2 separate regions of the Mus musculus genome follow, and region 1 is linked to region 2. Evidence: chromatin contacts called from public HiChIP or PLAC-seq data. All regions are on one chromosome and are shown on one strand. The core of a region is the stretch at or near the end of the contact, and the rest is flanking DNA. Distances in the headings are between cores, read along the strand shown.

Evidence for each region. HiChIP or PLAC-seq counts read pairs in DNA pulled down with a chosen protein or histone mark.
Region 1: an H3K27ac HiChIP or PLAC-seq map of epiblast stem cells shows a contact between it and region 2, with 4 times the contacts expected there. The contact joins two enhancer-like sites. A contact is called at or near these places in 1 of 115 datasets of contacts at active chromatin or transcription factors (epiblast stem cells) and 1 of 9 other capture datasets (embryonic stem cells).

The regions. Positions count from the first base shown.
Region 1 is chr1:12,743,616-12,749,825 of GRCm38.p6, forward strand. The region is part of intron 2 of Sulf1 (sulfatase 1); the gene reads left to right. Among named protein-coding and RNA genes, the nearest start is that of Sulf1, 54 kb to the left of the region's middle. Within about 2 kb of position 1,291, at least 39 of the 459 cell types and tissues checked have an H3K27ac peak or open chromatin away from gene starts, as enhancers often do. A contact at or near this core is called in embryonic stem cells and epiblast stem cells, where this site is marked.
Region 2 is chr1:12,024,377-12,031,042 of GRCm38.p6, forward strand. Gm30974 (a long non-coding RNA gene) reads right to left here. Exons shown (of 4, transcript XR_373208.2): 4 at 4,708-4,871. Among named protein-coding and RNA genes, the nearest start is that of Gm30974, 33 kb to the right of the region's middle. Within about 2 kb of position 1,620, at least 5 of the 459 cell types and tissues checked have an H3K27ac peak or open chromatin away from gene starts, as enhancers often do. A contact at or near this core is called in embryonic stem cells and epiblast stem cells, where this site is marked.

The sequences.
Region 1 (6,210 bases), core at 41-2,540, 720 kb after region 2:
AAATAATATTCATAAATGAAAAATGTAAGACTTATAGAAGTCTCTTAAAAATTGTCGATGTTAAAAATCTCTACATAAATGTGTACTATAAATGTAGGCTCATTCATTTTAGAAATATTCCTCTTGCACATGAGAGCAACAGTAAAAAAAAAAAAAAAATCTCTACATTGGCTACACATTTTACCTAGCATAGCTTCAGTCCAGTCCTAAAGGGTTCCTAAAATTCAGAAGTATTCCAACTGTATAACACAGAAACACACACCGGCTACTTTGTAGTTTAAATCTGGTTCTCATGGTATTGTTACTATCAATATTATACAGTCTTTTTTAATATTTAATCTTCCTTTACATCTACAACAGTAGTTCTCAACCTTCCTAATGCTGTGACCCTTTAATATAGTTCCTCATGCTGCAGTAATACCCCCAACTTATAATTATTTTGTTGCTACTTCATAACTGTAATGTTGCAACTATTATGAATCATAATGTAAAAATCTGATCTGCAATTCCAGGGGTCCACAGGTTGTAGACCATTAATCTATGGGATTCTTAAAATCAACTGTCCCTTTTCCTTCTGTATTTCTAATCTCTTTAAGTTAATAGCAGTAAGGAAGTTAGGTAAATTAGGTAAGGAAGTCTGCCCTGACTGTGATGTCCAGTCTCTTGGTTTGTTCTTCAGGTTGGCTTTGGCTAGTCACCCTTTACCTCAGATCTTTGATTACAGAACCCATCATGTGGAAATGATACCTTGACCTCAGCATGCAGGTTGAGGACCCCAGCAATTTTAACAGTAGAACAAAAACCTAGTGCGTTATTGTGGCAATGTAGTGACTATTCTGTTAAAAGAGCAGAGATTTTAAGTTGGTTGTTGAAAACTGTTGAAAACTATGGGTTTAGTTTCACTTTGTTTTTTGATTGTTTTTTTTTTTTTTCCCAAACATTCTCCCCTTGGTTTACATTGCCCAGTTAAGAATTTAAAAGGACGCCTTTGCTAAAGCCTCAGGTTCCACCTGGTTTGGGGGTGAAAGCACAGGAAGCCACTGCATTTTGCATAGTTTCCATTTGAAAAGGTCTACCAGCCCGGGTTCTCTTTCAGGGTGGGCCAGGCTTCCGGGAACCTTGGCCAAGCCTTTAGATAAACCTGCTGGAGGTTGGGATTTTGTATCAGATCCTCAAATGCCACTCAGCTAGTTCCACCTTTGAAAAGCTGCCATTGTAATGTCCCCAGAGTGTGCATAGCCATTCCTAAAGGGTGAGGTGGACTGACACCTCGTAGTGTAATGTGGGGGAGAATTTTTCAGCCACTTGGCATTTGTTCACTCTAATTGGGAAACCAGACAGGCTGGGTTATAGAGGCTCTGGTGTCAGGCAAAGTATTTGAGGAAGGAATTTCTTTTGATGTCTCAACAAAAGGATTTTCAAGTAAATAGCTTGGAGACCTATTTAATTCTTTTTCTTTTTTGCTTTGTTTCTTCCTTTACTTAAACATTCATCAATGCAACCAATATTCACCAAGCATTCCTACAGGCCAGGTGTGTTTTAAATGCCTGTCATTGTGACAACACCTGAGCAGATCAACTCAGGAAAACACTTTGTTTGCACTGTGTCAGGAGAGGACAAAAGACCGAAGTGTGTGGCAGAGAAGACTGCTCACTTCATGGATGAGACAGGGATGTCGATATTCCCTTCGAAGGCAGGCCCCAAATGCTCTGTCTTCCATTAGACTTCCTGCCTAAAGGTTTCACTACTTCCTGGGTACACCAGAGTTGATCAACAAAACCTTCAGAGAAAAACCTTTGGGGCACATCTAAGAATCAAACTATGAAACCAATCAGGATGCCATGTGCCCATAATTTCAGCCTTCAAGAGGCCAGTGCAGAAGGCTCACAAATTCAAATGTGAGCCTGAGCTACATAATAAGACACACTATAAAATACAAAACAAACAAATAAAAAACAAAAAATAATCAAACTATAGAATATGCCAAGCCTCATTCTAAGAATTTGAAATGTATCAGCGAGTAAAATATTTAGAGACCTGGAACTCTGTGTATATCATGTTCTAGTAAGAGGAGGAAGATAATCTACTCATTTCTACCAAGTCTATATAGTCTATTAGAACAGAGAGCAAAATGAGCAATCAGGTACATTGCAATGCTAAAAAGGAAGGTTTGCTGAGAAAAGGTTTAAATTTGAAGGACATAGAGAAGTCGAAGCTGGGAATCTTATAGAACACCAGGAAATGGAGGGATGGCTCAGTGGTTAAGGATACCCACAAGTTCAGTTCCCAGCACCCCTGTTGGCACTGACAACTACTTATGACTTTAGCCCCAGGGTATCTGTGTTCACATGCATATGTGTCCCCAATACATATGCATAATTAAGAATAATAAAAATAATCTTTAAGAAAGAAAGCATTCCATCGAGGAAAAAACTAACATAAAAAGACCACTATAAACCAAAAAAATAAAAAAGTAAAAAAAAAAAAAAAGCCGGGCGTGGTGGCGCACGCCTTTAATCCCAGCACTCGGGAGGCAGAGGCAGGCGGATTTCTGAGTTCGAGGCCAGCCTGGTCTACAAAGTGAGTTCCAGGACGGCCAGGGCTACACAGAGAAACCCTGTCTCGAAAAACCAAAAAAATAAAAAAGTAAAAAAAAAGACCACTATAAGTAGTCTGATGCAATATGAGAACCACAGAGAGACTGTGCACAGTAGTGTCACAGTAGTGTCCGGAAATGGTATCAGAGTCACCGCAGGCCAATACATGACCCATAGGCCATGGGAAGATTAAGGCGATTTCTCTGGATGAAAGGGAAACCGTTATTGAAGTTCACATAAAGGAATAGTGCTTTCTGACTTATGTTTCCAAAGGTTCTCTTTGCTGTGCTAGAAGCAGATGATAGATGAACAACAGCAGCAAGAAGAGACTTACTACGAGGCTATTAAAATAGAGGAGAGAACTTCACACTTATAGTAAGAGAAGCTTCAGAAATAGACACCAGCTATTTATAAAGGAAGAACCAACAGTATTACCTAATCAGTTGGATAGCAAATGTGAGAAGCATTTTTAAGAGAGGAGGAGGGAAGAGGGATGGAAAGCGGGATGGAGGGACTCACCTCCGGAGTTCAGTGGTTTCAGTAATTGAGTTGGGGATGTCTATTAGTCCTCCGATCGGAAATATCTTTTGGCATTTAGATCTACAATCATTGGAAATCATTAGCATGGTGTCCACAGTGATGGGTTTATAGACAGATGGAGCTGGGTGTGGGGAAGAAACAAGCCTGCTGTCTCAGTGCTGAGGAGGCTGAGGCAGGAAACCATGAGCTCAAAGATAGCCTGGGCTCAAAACACTGTAAGCATGGCACAGTGTAGAGGGAAGCCGATAGAAGCGCAAGGTGAAATGAAGCAAAGACAAAGTATGGCAGCTCTCACAATGATTTTTTTGTCAGTAAACAGGGGAAGTGGGACAAGAGAGTTAGTATTTTTAAGAGGTGGGACTAGAACGGTGGCTCAGCAATTAAGAGCCCCTGCTGTTCTTCCGCAGGACATCCTGTGGAAGTTCAGATCCCACAATAAAAATAAATCTTAAAAAAAAAAATTAGAGAAATCGCAGCATGTTTAGCATGTTTATACAGGGATGGAAATGGCATGGTTTTGAGGGGTAAATATGGAAGTTTAGAAAAAAGAAGAGAGTGTTACTGGTGCCCAGATTTTGAATATGTCAAAAAGATGGCACCTAACTCACAGACAGAAGAATCTACTTTAAAAGTGTGAGTGCTAGAGACATGGCTCAGTGGTTATGAGCACTGGCTGCTCCTCCAGAGGACCCAGGTTCAAGGCTATAGGGATCTCCTACAGTTATTCCTGCTTACTCAGTAAAGTGTGAAGCAGTTATGTTGAAGGTCAGAAAACAATGTGGGGAGAAGGGAGCTAGAGTAAAGTGAATGACTGAGAGGATGAAACAACAATCAGGAGAAATAAGGACGTTTGTCCACCGTTGGAAGGGGATCATGTCACTCTTATATGACCTGAGGACACTCAGGATTCGTGACTTTTCTCCAGGTATGCACCACACCAATGCATGAACAGGCTAAGCAAAATGCTAGAGTGACTCTGGTTAGACTGTTCCAAGTAGGAATAATAAGGTATTTGGCAGAGTACCAACCAAGGAGAGGAAGGTGGCAGAGAAGGAAGGGAGCTGAGAGTGTGTAATAGGTCTATATATAATTTTTTTTCTTGCTTATACATGTTTATTCACTTTTAATAAGATAATTGCCAATACATACATTATTTTTCTTAACTTTATTTTTACATTAAACCAATGTCTGTCATGCAGTCACCAAACCCTTCTAGTGAATCACACAGGTTTGTAGTCCACCTTGGACTCCAGCTTCTTGGAATCAGCCACTTTCCTGACTGCTTTCATGAAGTCTTCCTGAACTACAAAATTATGCTGTATATAATTTCTTACTGGAGAAGAGCAAAAATATCGAGGAGCCAGGGCAGGGCAGGTGACAGAGGTTTGGTCAAAGGACTAAACAGGCTGTCGCCGCAAAGACTTGGAATTAACTCTGAGAAGGAATGACCAGAGGCGGCTTGGGTAAACTGAGTCTTGATCCTCAGGACATAAGCTAAAAGCTTGCCATGGCAGTATTCAGCTATAGCCACAGTATGCGCGCAGAGACGAGAGTCTTGGAGTTCTTCAGTCAGCCAGTATAGCAGAATCAAAGAGGTTTGCTGAGAAATAGTGTCCCACGAGGTGATGAGACATCTCGAATGACACCCGACCTCCAACCTCAGCCTCTAGCCTCCGTATAAACCACAGAGAGAGAGAGAGAGAGAGACAGAGACAGAGACAGAGAGACAGAGACAGAGACAGAGACAGAGACAGACAGAGACAGACAGGCAGACAGACAGACAGAGACAGACAGAGACAGACAGACAGACAGACAGACAGACAGACAGACAGAGACAGACAGACAGAGAACTGAGTGTGGAGTGTGTGAAGTTCCCCCAGAGGGGCCCCAGGGACAAGGAAGCTGGGGACCAGAGTGATCTCCAAGAGGCAGGCAGGGGTGCTGTTGATCTCACAGGCAGTTTAACATCTGCAAGCACTCAGGCATGAGTGACAGTGAAAGTGAGGCTGGAACAAGGCAAGTTTAGCTCAGAGGAGCCCTTCCTGGGGTCAGATGACAACTTGAAGCAGTAGGCCACAGAACCTGCTGATAGGAATTAATTTTATGTAAGATGAGCATTAGAGCAATAGAGTTAAAGAAAGTGAGAACTGACTAGAGGAGAGGTGAGGCTAGCAAACTTCGGGAGTTAGCATGTTGTGGATGCACCCGACTTCGCATCCAACTTTCTAGGGCATTGAGAGATAGAAGAATAAAATATAGACCTAGATAGGTCAGTTCATTGTCTAGAAAGTCACAGTTTGCTAAAGGGAAATGCCTAGTAACTTCTAGTTTCTTCTTCTAGTTTCACAGGGAAATAAACAGAAAAAGCCTTTGAAAGATGCCAAGTGTCAGCACAGGAGTCCAGTGTAGGTATGGAAGGGGTAGACTTATTTTGTGGCGAAATAAAACAACCATCTTCCCTGAGAGAAAGGCAAGCTTGCTGAGAGGCGAGGGAGATGGTGATTTCTATGCAGAACAGTGGCTTGCTTCCTCTTACATAGCTTTCCATTGTCTCTTTGCTTTGACAGAAGTTCGTACAGGATGCAGTTTCTTTCAATGAATCCTACGCAGACTTTATTCCCACAAAAGCCATTCACAGTGTTTATCCTGTAACTGCAGAGAGAATAGAAACACACATTTTTTTTTTTGTATTTTTGTGGTTGTGCCATGTTTCACTCTTGATGCCAGAGAATTTTTATTTAATTGTCTGGAAATCGGGTATAGCAAGGTAGGCAGGTTCTGTCTAGGTCTGAACCTGTATAGACCCAGAAAATGCTCAGTGGGACTCAGCCTTTAGTTCAGTTTCCTAATGGTAAAGAACTGTGTTTTCATTTAGAGCAAAATGGAAAAAAGTGGCCAGGTAGGATTTCCCTGGAGTAAGTTTTCTTTTCATGTTTATCACTTATGTCCTTGCCTGTGGTGAGGGGAGGCAAAATGACAGCAGGTAGCTCCTTTTAAAAAAATCAGTTAGACAGAGGAAGCTAGCTGTTCTTGTTCTAGGAGAACAGAGAGCAAAGGGAAAATCCTCCCTCAA
Region 2 (6,666 bases), core at 370-2,869:
TTTTGATGATTATGTGCCAAGAGGATTTTCTTTTCTTGTCCAGTCTTTTTGGTGTTCTGTATGCTTCTGGTTCCTTGAAAAACATTTCTTAGGGCAGGTGGAAGGTATGGGGAATGTTAGGAATAGCATTTCAAATGTAAATGAAGAAAATAGCTAATAAAATTTTTAAAAAGACAGACATTTCTTTTAGGTTAGGGAAAGTTTCTTCTATGAATTTGATGAAAATGTTTTCTGTGCCTTTTACCTGGGTTTCTTCTCTTCTCTCTTGCTATTATTGTTAGATTTGTTCCTTTCATCATAGCCCAGATTTCCTGGATGTTTGTGATAGAAGTTTTCAAGATTTAACATTTTTTGGCTGATGTATCTATTTTTTCTCTCATGTCTTCAATGCCTAACATTCTCTATCTACTGTACTCTGCTGGTGAAGTTTGCCTCTGAAGTCACTGTTTGAGTTCTTAAACTTTTCATTTTTAGATTTCCCTCAGTTTTGATTTTCTTTATTGATCTCATTTCCATTTTTCAGGCTTAAACTGTTTCCTTCATTTTCTCCTGTAAGTTGTTTGTGTTTTTATTCATTTCTTTAAAAGATGTATTAATTTCTTTTTAAGGACACCGATCATATTTATAAAGGCTATTATCAGGACTTTTTCTTGTACTTTAGCCATAGTGGCATATTCAGGGCCTGCTGTGGTGGGATTGCTAGACTCTAGTGGAGACATATTATCTTGGCTGTTACTAAATGTGATTTAAAGGTTTTTAAGGTGATTTCCTAGGCATTTGAGTTTGAGAAGATTATAATTCTTGATGCTGATATCTAGTCTTGTCTTTGTTGGCTGGATATCTTGTTTGATTCATTTGCTCTCTCTGGTAATTAGGAGAATATGGTGACTGTGTGTTGCCTAGTAGGAAACTCTTTTGGGATTCTGATAGATGTGGCCACTGGAGGTTCCAAGAAAAATATATTCTAGATATTTGGAACTGACACTTAGGAACGGGGATGGACTAGGATGAGGGGCTGGGGGGGGGGCGTCCAATAAAGAATGAAAGCAGGGTGTTTCATCAGGACCTGCTTAGTCCCTTGGGAATGGGTGAGAGAATGAGGAGAGGCCACAGCATGTGTATAGTAATGATATTTTAAATAAATCCTGATGCAGGGTTACAACTGTCTCAACGGTTTATGTTTTCGATTGAAAGACACATACACAGCCTTTATATTTTGATATGCCTTAAAAGCACCACAATAGCTGGGCAACTGCCTAATGTCCATGCTGTTAAAATCTACCTCTCACCAGTAACTCCAAGTTACTACTTACCAATGTATATTTTCTATCTTGGCTTCTCTTGACCCAATTGAGCAACTGTCTGTGTAGCATTCCCTTTACATAGTAGCTTTGCTTCTCCCTCCTAAACTTTATTCTCCTCCCATAGCTGCCTCTATGTCTTTATCCTTCCCCTTGCTATGGTCCCAAACCCTGGAACCCTAAACCTATGTCTCTCCTCTTCAGCTATTAGCAGCTGGCATCTTTATTTACCAATCAGAATTAATTGGGACAGGTTCCCAGAAGCTACATTCAGACTTTCTCTTGCAAACAGTTTTAGAGGACCCAATTAGCATTAGAATACAAACAGCTACACAGGTGGTCTGCTACTGAGCTGGGAATGAGGCTAAGCCATTAGATGGAGAAATGGAGAGGAAGGTGAATATCTGCATTCCTCTACTTGATTTCCTAGTCTGAATGGCTTGTGGGTTTCTTCCTAGGGAGTCCCTGCTGGATCTGGGGGCTGGGATAGAGCAGTGAGTTCTGGGAAGGAAAGTTTGTAAGGGAAGATCTATGTGAGATACTGGAGGTGGGAGAAGGGACACAGGGGAGGTCTGCCACAGATGTGAGCATAAGACTGAGAGACTGGATTTGGAGGAAAGAAGGAACAAATGAAGATCTGCTGGGATGCTTTAATAATTATATATTAAACCATATTCTGAATTACCCTGTTATGAAGGTATGCAAATATATTGGCTTAATAAGGTAGAAATGTAATACTAAAAGTTATGAATATGACAACCTAAGAAAAAATTAATAACCAAATATGCTTATGTCAAAATAAAATTTTATCTCCCTAATTCAAACTAGTCATTTTTTAATTTTAAGCCTCATACAACATATATGATAAGGAGGAGACACCAGAAACAGGCTCAAACACTTTGCAGATATGAAGATCTTTTCAGAAGAGGGCTCTTTTAAAGTTGCAATGTTTCAAATAACTGGACACAATCCAGGAAACCTTTTAAACTAATCTACAAGCTCATAAAAAGATTTTTGCAGTAAACACATGTTCAGAAATTATACAGCTGATTAGCAAGCAGGTAAAGTACTTCCATATAGACTTTTATCTCCAGAGGGAATAAAGATGTAGTTCAAAGTCTAGAGAATTTTGTCAAAATCCAAAGAATACACACAATGTCTTGATTTCAAAATGTCCTGCTGCATGAAAACTGTTCCTGATACTTTATCTGCTGAAAGAGAACACCACACAATGCTTTAGTTATTTGTTTTGCCTCCATGACAGAGAGCATAAACACATTTAATTTGCCCATTAGAGACAATGCTTTGCTGGGAATGAAACAGACTGACTCTGAAGAGCCATTTCTGTTCATAACAGGATACCAGATGCCATGCACCAAATCCCAGCTCTCTCCTATGTATCACTATCGCTAGCCGAAGGAGAAAAAGTTGTTAGTCTCCTTTTGTTTGAAAAGAGACTAAGAATATTCTCAAATTCAGATGCCTAAATATGACCATAGAATATACATATTCACTTATTAAACAATGTTTTTGGCAACTCAAATAGAAAAATAACTTTGGTTATGGAATTTATCTTGTCTATTTCACCATTATTCAAGGTTACTATTGACACTTAGTTTTTGCTAATACAAAACTCACTGAGGACCATACTGTGGAGTATAAGGGAAAAATTTAAAGGTGACGATCCGATTAATAAGATATGTTCTATTTTGATTATAAACCTTAAACAGGAAGCTTACAGTAGACAGAAACTTGAAAACCTTGCACAAGTTCTTGTACAATTTGGAAAGTTTTGCACCATGGATATTTGTTATGCAAGAAAGAAGTGAAAACTACCATAGGACCATGCATATTAGTTGCGTATGAAATATGAATAAATTTAGCATTTAGACATGGGTCCCATCTCCTAGTTAGTTCATTGTATACATGAGAATATCCCAGCCTCTGACAAATCATGAAACTGGAGACATTAAGTCTCAAGCGTTTAAGGGAAGCCTTGCCTGCAGCAGCTGTGTAATTGGATAAAGGCCTAGTGTCTTACAAGTGATCTTTCTATGTATGTAACTAAATGTCAACTCAGTCTCTGATGAGTGATTTTCACTGCAGTTAACACTTTTGAAAGCCTTCTAGTTTGGAAAGCAAATAGCAATGTCTGGTTTCTATCCCGGCTTGGATGGTGTTTGTGGTTCATCATTCTGAATGATTAAGAAGCAACATTGTGTGACTGGCCCACTTAGTTTTTATTGCCAGGTAGGGTATTTTCTAAGGGTCCGTTCAATTTTTATCACTGAAAAGACCAACCACAGTGAATGGTTTATGTGTCTTTCTGAAATGTATAAAAAGCATTACCAAAAAAACAATTAACAGACATTAAGCACACATGAAAAGCTGTGCAGAGTGCTTTCGGCATTTGTAATGTATTTATAATTGCAAACCTTGTTAAATGTTTTCTTATGGAGACTGGAGAGATAGCTCCAAGGTTAAGCTTGATCTTCCAGGTTGCTTTTCCTGCTTTCTAGAGGATCTGAATTCAATTTCGAACACCATGTCAAATGACTTCCAAATGCTTATATTTTCAGCCCCTGGGGATCCAATGCCCTATTCTGCCCTCTGCAGGCACTTGCACGCAAATGGCATGTGCTCACACATGCATATAACAACGTTTCATTTTTTAGGATATAAAGAAGAGAAATATAATAAAATTCAAATTCACAGACTGTCTACAAATACTACAAACATTAACCATTACAGAAAAACATTTATTTTACTAATAATATCTACCCCTGAAAGTATGGTGCACCCAAATATGTGTGTTAGATTTTACATAATAAAAAATAAACAAAATAATAAAATGTTTAATAATGACAAGAGCATGGCTGTGTGCATGCAAACTGAGTTTTTATTGATGTGGTGGGTTGTATTGTGTTGTGGTAAGGTGTAGTGGTATGGTGTATGTGTATGGTGTAGTGGTATGGTGTGGTGTGGTGGGCTTCTTCTCAAAAGCTAAGCTCACGTGGATCAAGCTTCATATCTGTGGAAACTCTCCACGTCTAGTAGTTCATTCATTGTATCTTTGTCTTGTGACATCCAAGGAAATAGAGATACTTAGGCATGGGTTTCTGTGACATAAATGTTCCAAAGATAATGTTTACAAATGAGTGCTGTTGATGAAATGCGGGCTCTAGGTTTTTGAAAATGTTGTGGTTTTATAATCCGTGATATAATTGTGCCCTTCTTTAAAATTCCTGTTAGTGACTTAGCTTCTTTTTATTTCATAAGTACACTCCTTAGAGTATAGCATAAGGACATCCAACACTTTGCATTTTCTTTTCTACATCTTATTTTGAGATGATAACCAGGAATACAGCAGAATATTTTAGAGTGAAATTTGTCTTGGTAGATAATGGAACTTTTTGCTGATTTCTTTAATAAGCAAGTCTGTTTACAGGCCTGAAAGAAGTGCAGAGGATCATCTATTGGGAAGATGATCTATGAATGACTTCCTGAGAGAATCTTCTTTCATATGAATTTTTAAGGACTTTGGAGTTTGCCATTTCAACAGCCATGGAACTAAAAGAGAAGGGATGAAAGAAATTTTCAACTGTCAGTGACAATTGCACTGCTTTCTGGTTGGAAAAAAAACTACAGTATCCAAACTCCATAATCCACAGTATGAGAAACAGTCACCCACTCTATTGTTCAAAACTCAGACCTCTAGAATATTGATTACATTCATAATTAGTAATGTCTTCCATCAACCTCTTATGCTCCATGATGGCATGCAGTCAACTCTTTCAACATTTCTAAATATTTTTCTAGCATCTCTTAAAACAAGTACTTTTATCAGCTCTTGAATCTAATTAGGATCCTACCTAACTCTAATTATCTTTCTACAATAAAAATGACTGACAGCTAATCTGAAGAACATGACTCAAAGTCCATGTGGATTTGGAATAGCAACTGTCCCTTTAATGGGCCTGTTTCTACTTAGTATTCATCAGTGATGTGGGTGAGGCAGATGCTCTGTCTGAGTATTTGGTTTGAAGAGCTAGAAACATAAGCCAGCTCCTCTCCGGGCTGCCTTTGCTCAGTCGTGACATTACTGTGAGATTTGCCAACAAGGGGGAAAAATTTAGTAATCATAGGATAATTGAGAATGTTTGCCTGGTTCCCAGCTATCTAGGTTAAATCTTAAGAAGTCTGTGAGACTACATCTGTATCAAGACATTTTCCACACTGAACAGTTCTTAATTCCAAGCCAGACCGTATCCCAAACCGGAAGAAGGAGCCTAATTACCTAGTCTGTCCAAGTGACTATGTTTGGGCCAGGTCCCAGCATGTAAGATTGCTTTGAGGAGCTCTTAAATTCATTTTGAGAGTTGGAATTCAATTGAATGGTAGCATGGCACTGACCTATGCCTCCATATGTCCTTTTATGGTATAAGAACTCCACCTGGTGCTTTCTGAGTCTCGGAGAAATGTCCCTAAAGTCCAATGCAATGAAGGTATGTTTTCCACCTTGTGGTGTACAGAGCTTGGTGGTAGGTCTGCCAATTGTCTGGGCTTCTCCCCTGACAGGTCTACTGCTTCCTAGACATTTTCCCAAGCCGCTGTCTTACTGTACTGCCCAGGCCTAACAGCAATGAAACTGACCAATCATGGATTATCTCCAAACTCTGAGCTAAAATACACTCACTCTTTTTCTCTTTATGAGATGATTATCTTGGACATTTGTGAGTAGTAGAGACTGATGTCAACACAGGGCCCTGAACATGTTTCTTAGGCTTGTCCCTGCACTAGGAAAGCCAACTGTGAACAAAAAGGGTGGTATTGTGAATGGGAGGAGAATCCTGATGACCTCTGCAGCCCATCATGCCAAAATGGTCCTTGCCTCTAGGCTATGTTAGGCAGAGCATGCACTAGTGTCCAGTAGGTGAAATAAGTGTGATCAGATCCCCTGTATTGCTTATGGCCAATCATTTTAACTCTGGGTCATGACCCCATATAAGTATAGTAACTGAATGTAAGGATTGAAAAAAACATGGCTTCATTAAATGGTTTCTGAATACACAACAACCAAAGTGAATTCAGAGTCCATTACATAAGGATCTGAGCTATTTATGACAGGACACACACCAGTGTTCATTGTGAGTCCACAGCAACCTTCCTTTAGAACACTACATAGACACTTAGTCCCCCTATGCCTTCAGAGCAAGCAATATGATCAGTGCTGCTGGACATACACTTAAGGTTTTACTGCTTCCATACTATCCCATCAAACCATTTAAAGGTCAAAGTAGTATATATTTAGATTATATTATATCAGAATATTTGCTTTTTAAAATTGCCTTTGAGTCACTAACTC